Linked DNA regions of Gossypium hirsutum: region 1 is linked to region 2. Evidence: chromatin contacts called from public Hi-C data. All regions are on one chromosome and are shown on one strand. The core of a region is the stretch at or near the end of the contact, and the rest is flanking DNA. Distances in the headings are between cores, read along the strand shown.

Evidence for each region. A called contact is a pair of places that touch in the nucleus more often than the background predicts.
Region 1: a contact with region 2 is called in a Hi-C map of leaf, with 1.6 times the contacts expected there. The contact joins the promoter of LOC107948634 here to the enhancer-like site in region 2. A contact is called at or near these places in 2 of 34 Hi-C or Micro-C datasets (both in leaf).

Annotation. Positions count from the first base shown.
Region 1 is chrA04:6,044,363-6,047,938 of Gossypium_hirsutum_v2.1, forward strand. It overlaps LOC107948634 (probable E3 ubiquitin-protein ligase HERC3), which reads right to left and starts at 2,170. Exons shown (of 6, transcript XM_016883258.2): 1 at 1,199-2,170; 2 at 342-551. The coding sequence starts at 1,540.
Region 2 is chrA04:5,617,209-5,620,841 of Gossypium_hirsutum_v2.1, forward strand. No RefSeq gene overlaps it. Among protein-coding and RNA genes, the nearest start is that of LOC121227885, 28 kb to the right of the region's middle. Within about 2 kb of position 2,258, at least 1 of the 9 cell types and tissues checked has an H3K27ac peak or open chromatin away from gene starts, as enhancers often do. A contact at or near this core is called in leaf, where this site is marked.

The sequences.
Region 1 (3,576 bases), core at 920-3,419, 430 kb after region 2:
ATCAAGATACTAGGAATTGATCTATCCAGCAATGAATAAACTAAAAGGTGCCCATCTTAAGCAATAAAAAACAGAGCTGTTAAGAATATTTGACGTTATCACAAATTCACAGTATATTATGTTATCATCATTTCCAGTCATGTAATATTTGACTTTCTCAGAGGTTGTGGCTGGATCAAACATTCAAAACCACATCAAGCACTAACATCCATATGCAATTACAAAGAACTGACATCAGCTGCCAGGGAAAGAATATATGTGGCTCGTTTATGAAATGTACCCTGTGTATGCTATTGGCCAACTGAAAAACATGGCAAACTGAATAAAGGTGAGCAACAAACCTCTCCAGACTGCAAAACAAATGCAGCATGATTCTGAGAGGCTGACACCTGGATCACATTAGCTAGAGAAGGGAAGTTAATCCTCGTAAATGCTACACACTGTGTTGTTTCAGGACCATGTCCAAGGACACCACACAAACTGGAACCACAAGAGTACACTGATGAATTCCTAATTAGCAATGTGTGATACCTTCCAGTTGTTATCTGCATCTGGTAGATCAAACTTGATAATAAGTGTTGAGCAACCAGAACTCATTTAATGGCAATATAAGATATATAAGAGATGGAGACAGAAACATAAGAGATTTGAAAGATGCAATCAAGTATCGACATGAAAAAAAAGAAACGAACCTCTTTGTGTAGCAAAAAAATGAATGATAAGGAACCATCAAACAACTAATTACTAAAGCCAGCAAAAATGCAACCAAATTAATACTGAATAATCCACAGTGAAAGCAGGTAGAGTTCAGCCAAATTTCAACTTAAGTTGTAATTTAAGCATTTGTACAATTGTTGCTTCTATCACTTACTTTCTGCTATTTCCTTTATGTTGCCCCGGAAATTGCTTTAAACCATCTATGCTAACCATTTAAATCATAATTCTCCATAAAAAACTAAAAACCAGGCATTTTAATATTCAAAAAACTGTAATGTAACTTTAACTTCCTTCAGAACTAGTATTTCTATTATATCCGAACACACCAAAAAGAGCAAACCATAAGAAACCAAACAGAAACTAAATCCCAACTAAATTCTCAGCCATTTCTCAAGTTAACAGGCAAAAGTACAAAAAATTATTAATTCTAAAAGCAAAATGATCAAAATTAATATATTTAAAAAAAAAAAGAAATAGTTACATTGCCTGCAGAGGTTTGGACCATGTCCGACGATTGCTCTACTGATTGCAAAAACCTCAAAAGTCGCTTCCAATTTCCATCACACCGTTCAAAAATGTCCCTTTGACTACTACAACTCATCCCTATATATATCCCATTCGTCATGCACAATTGAAACGCGGCTAAATCAACCAGCGACCTGCATTTCGTGGGATAAACACCGTGACACCCTCCGAATGTTCTCGAAGTCAGCTCCAGCGACACTAGGTCAACGGCACTTAACCGTTTACCGGACGTTAAAATTTCCAAAATTAGATGCGACGGCAGATCGTCAATCGAAAATAGCCTACTCCGATCAGCCATTGAAAATTTTTTGATTTTCTTTTAACTGGAAATGTAACGGATTTAGGGTTTCGATTTCTAAGAAAAAGAAACAAGAGAAAAAGAAAATTTATCAAATTTTGAGGCGAAATCTTAAGCAATTAAAACAAATTATAAAGAAAGCATCGGAAGGAAGGAGAATTGAGAAATTCAATTGCGATTGATGCTTTGATTGGAAACTAATCATCAGATGGGATGGATCGGATCACTAGATCACCGTTGATTTTCGTTGTCAAGAGAATGAGAAATTCAGAATTTTTTTTAAATTAATCTGCAGAAAATGGATTTAAAAAACAGAGGATTACCAGAATTTCAAAAGTTTGAGATTGGATTGAAGAAAGAAACAATTAAAGAAAAAAATAAGTTAAGGAAATCAGTGAAGATCGATCACTACCAAAAGAAGGATTTTTCCTTTCTTGCTTTTTCTTTTTCTTTTTCCACCGAAAAATTGGAAGTGGAAAATTGAGCTGAAAAGTACGTTATTTGTAAAATAATTAAATTTAAAAATGAAAAAGGAGATGTAAAGAAGGCATGAAGGAAAAGATACTGCCAACCAAGGTTTTCCGCATTGAATCTATAGTCCAACAACCATGCATTATCGGTTTTTGGTTTAATCAATCAACTCGATTTATTCGAATTTAATCTTTTATTTTGGATTAATACTTCAATTGATTCTTGGTTCAATTTACTCGATTAGTTAATTCAGTCTAATTTTAAAAATAATAATAACAACTCAAATAAATTTGATTTAGTCGAATTGGGTCACAAATTTAAATCAAATTTATTTAAATCGAGTTGATTTAAAATATTATTTAAATAAAAGTTGAAACTTATATACTTTATATGAGTTTTGTCTCTATATAATTTTTCTTATGTAATGCTTATAATTGGTGGGAAGATTATAAAAATGATTTTATGTTCTTAAATTAGACAAAACGTAGTTGTAAGCCTGTTTCTTAACTTGATACATAAGGGGATGGCATCATTAACTCTAAATTATTAAAGTTTACAAATTTGTTTGATAGAATCAATCCTAAGATAACCATGTGAAGAGAGTCAATAACATCTCAACACGGATGAGAAAGTTTTTCTTTTAGATGACGTGTCGAATGAGGATTGGCTAACTAACGTCAAAAGCGATGCAGCTAGGTATTTGTCTTCTGGTTTACAGCACAAAATCTACGAATCGGAAGCTTTGGTCCGTTTTTTGTGTTTGGTCGTGGATTTCCACTACCTGTCGTTCTACCCTTCTATTTTGTCCGAAGATTGATTGACACGTGAATCCTCAAAACTTGCGACGTGGAAACCACAATTCCATTATTTATAATGTTTTTAATTTTTTTTATGTTGGTTTTATAGTTTGTAGTGAAAGTTTGTGGTTGTCTAATGTGGTTTTTAACGGTTGAAGTAATTGAGGGAGCAAATATAAAATAATTTATGCAAAAGAAATGAGGGATTAAATTGAATAGAAGATAAAATTAGATCGAATGTTTAAAGAAGCAATAATACCAAAGCTTTAAGAAAGCTATCAATTCATTTAATTGTTTCTAATTCACGTATATATAATGAAAAGTTTACGGCATTTTCATCTTAAATTTCATTATTATTATCTTGAAAAAAAATCAAATAAAACATGATATGTTAAAATTTAGAATGAAAATGTTAAAATGACATTAAATTGTTGGAAAGGGATACAACTAATATGGTATCCCAGTTTCATATAATTATTTTTTATTTATACCTTCCCTAAGTCGGCATAATGCAAGTCGGTTTATACATATATTATTGTTTTAATTAATGGATAAGTTTAAATAATGATGGATGATGATAAGTTTGATTTTTTTTCTAGAGACAATGAGAAGGATCAGGAGAGAGAAAAAAAAAGTTAGGTTGTCTCTTGTCACATTAAGAGATGGTAATGAATCCCAAATTGAAAGCCTAATTAATGGTTGATAGTTATATATCATGATTTCCAGCTTAATCTGCATCACTGTGTCATACTAATTCACACGTCTTGC
Region 2 (3,633 bases), core at 1,008-3,507:
AACTTTGGTTGGTTTAGAGTTGGGCATTTAAATGGACCTTAACACCCAGGTGTTGAGTTCAATGTAATTTCCTATTAATTCAAGTTATTGGGTGATTATTAAATAAAACTTAAAACTTTTTTTTTTCTCTTAATATAATTATAAAAATATTTAATTTTAAAAAATTAACTCGTTTAAATATTAAAATACCCAAAGTAAAGAATGTAATATCATTAAAAATTCCAAAATTTTCATAACATAACTCTATCTAATTTAACTAAAAATAATATATACAACCATTTGTCTCTTGGTGGCTACATTGGATCTTAAGCCTTAGACGAATTAGGAGCATTGGTTGGACTTGCTAGAGTGAACGAGCTGGGTATTGATATCAACATTTCTGCAAACTCTATCTTTATTCTTATCAAATAAAGAACATAAAAACAGACACATGCATTTAAATAAAAAATTCACAAAATATCCTTTAATTTACAAACTACTCAAGGAAATAACACTCAATTCTTTTGTTTGAATTATGTTTATGGCCGCCAATTCCAACATATTGTTATGTTTACATTATTTTCATAGCAAAGTTGGAATTAGAGCTTTGACAAAATGAACATATTGCATTAACAATTTCATAAAAAAAGAAAATGGATTTCATTTGTCAAATTGGAAAGCTATGGATGAACAAATTATAGGGTGCGACTTCAACAAGTAAAGCTCAATAAAGGCAAACATGGGTGCATTAATGGCCAGGGTTTGCTCTACCTTATTAAGAATTTTTTGGACTCTTAAATTCAATATTTGCCATTTTTTATAATCACGACAATCTTTTTTGTTTTGTTTTTCCTTTTAGTCCTTTTTCATGGACCAAGCAATTTGCCAAAGATAATTAAAAAGAAAATATTCAAAATTGATAGGCAATCTACTAGAAGATGGTGCCACCAAAAATATATTTCTCAAGCCTTAAATCCAATATTTATCTCACTTATTACATTCAACAAATCAATTTTATTTCAAGTTCCAAACTCTAGTAGAAAGCCCATGAAGATGCTAGAGAGATCCATGGCCCAAGCCAACATTCCAAATGTAAAGCCATTCAAATTTTTTAAGGCCCATATATGCTTTTCCTCAAAATTCCCTATGTTATAATTCAACAAACATTAACCTTGTTCATGTTAATTTTCGTTTTCTTGAAAAATGGATAAATATAGAAGAAAATAAGTTTGGCTAAAAATTTTAAAAATAATTTTAGAAAATGAAAATATCTGAAAAAATGATAAAAAAATATTTTTCACTGATTTCACTAAAAATATTTTGTAAAAATGAAAATAAAGTCTCTTAACTTTAAACTAAATTGAACATGGTTCAAACCTATGTAAAAAAAAAAATTTCAACAGTTTTTTAAATGTTAATCTGGTACCTTAATTTAAATTCATATAAATGTAATTTTTTTTAATTTTAATTCTCATATTTCTATTATAAAAAAAGGTTAACAAACATTTTTTCATGTTTTCATTATCGGAAATAAATTTTTATTTATCAAACATGTTTTTCAAAATAGAAAATATTTTAAGAAACTAAATGGTGTCGTAAATACATTAATAATAGATGTCTATAACCCCGTCAAACTCTCATTGAACTTAAGACAATCTTTTTTGTCATTTTTTATAATCACGACAATATTTTTGGTTTATCTCATAAATTCAAAATTTCCCATTTTCCTCCACCATCATCTTTAAGAAGGATTGTAAACAAAATATTTGACTATAAAAGATTCACTTGAATTGTGTAATAGTTTAAAAGAAAGATATGACCATCAGAAAATGATAATTTTACCAAAAGCTCGTTATAATTGGATGTACTTTGAGTTTGCAAGATTATAAAACAGTAAGTGAGTATAATTCTACAATATTTAAGGCAAGTTCTTAATTAAAATTATGTGAAGAGAAAATAACTGAAGGGGACTTATTGGAGAAAACTTTCTCAACTTTTCACGCATCTAATGTGCTTCTGAAGCAATAATATTGTGAAAAGGGTTTTAAGAAATACTCAAAATTAATCTCATACCTTTTAGTGGCTGAGCAAAATAACGAGCTATAATGAAAAATAATGAAAGCAATCCTACTGGTTTTGCTCCATTCCCAAAAGTGAATGCAACAATACACAATAATTATAGAAATAAAAGAAATCGCAATCATGGTCGTCGTCGTGATCGTGGCCATGGCCATGGACATGGTTGAGGACGCTGTAATATCGCTATCAAGGTGCTAACATTTATTATGACCACCAAAAGAAAAATAAAAGAGAATACAAAGAGAAATGTGATGGTCCATGCAATCCTTCAAAGGGCACTGAAAATTTGTGCCATCAATTTGGTTTGAGTGAGCATTAGTCATGTACCTATCATACACATGAACATCTTGTAAAGTTTTATCAAGCTACCATCCAAAGGAAAAGAAAGAGAATTGAAACAAATTTGGCTTTATCTAAATGATATTATAGAGGCTAATTTTGCTCATAATGATAATAGTTTTAAAAACTTTGTTGATATGACCCATATTGCTGTAGAGGATTTCTTTGAGCCTAGAAATCAAGAATTTTAAAATATGTAATAATATTTTATATTTTTTTATGATTTTATAATTTTTGTTATTCATGCTTGGTGTGACTTTAATATGCTTTTAGTATGTTTTGTTATAATTTTTAGTGTTTACAATATTGCTTATGATGTTTTGTTTTACCGGAGAATATGGATCTTTTGCTTGAAACCATGATTAAGAATGAAGACACATGTCTTGCAGATAGTGCTACAGCGTATACTATGCTTAAAAATAGGAAATATTTCTCTTAATTGCAAGCAATGAAAATGTCAACATTGTATCTAATAGTGCAAAATTAATCGAAGGCTCTCGAAGAACTATGATATTATTACCCTAATGGATAATGTTTATTATAAATGATGCATATTCATTCATAAACACAATCTTCTCAACTCATCACATACACAATCAAGTATATTTTTCTTTTAAATATATAGCCCTGTCACCACATGTCACATTTCAAAAGTGAGCGTTTTACGATTGTTTACTAATATAGGTTGTCTTTCTATATTACGATTTGTCCACGTAATACTGTTTAATATTATTTAAATGTTAAATAATCAATGAACCAATATTTTCTTTCATCTTGCATTGCATGCAAAAACTGTTGAAATTATTAAAGTAATATATTTAAAAAATTACAAGTACATAGTTGAAAAAAATTATACCAAGGGCATTAGATCCCAACATGCACCTCGTGCATTGTGGTTTGTTTTAAATCAACATCATCTGGCACACATAGTCTACCTCTTAAACACAATCCACCATCGCCATCCAATCCAAAATCAATCGAGTAATTCTATTCAATATGTTTGACTCTAACCATCAATTTCTAATTGCTTAACTACTTCTTTTTGATCCAGTCAGATAAAGGTTGGTTTAATCTGAAGCCCAGCTAACAAACTTCCCACTTCCAAAACTTCGAGTTTAGCATTCATCACTCTAAGGACTACAAAATCGAAGGTTTCGAGTTAAGAATCTATCTTAAGCAATCTTTTAAGAAAATTAAGGGTAAAGTTTATGATTTCATTACCTGCAAGGTATTCCA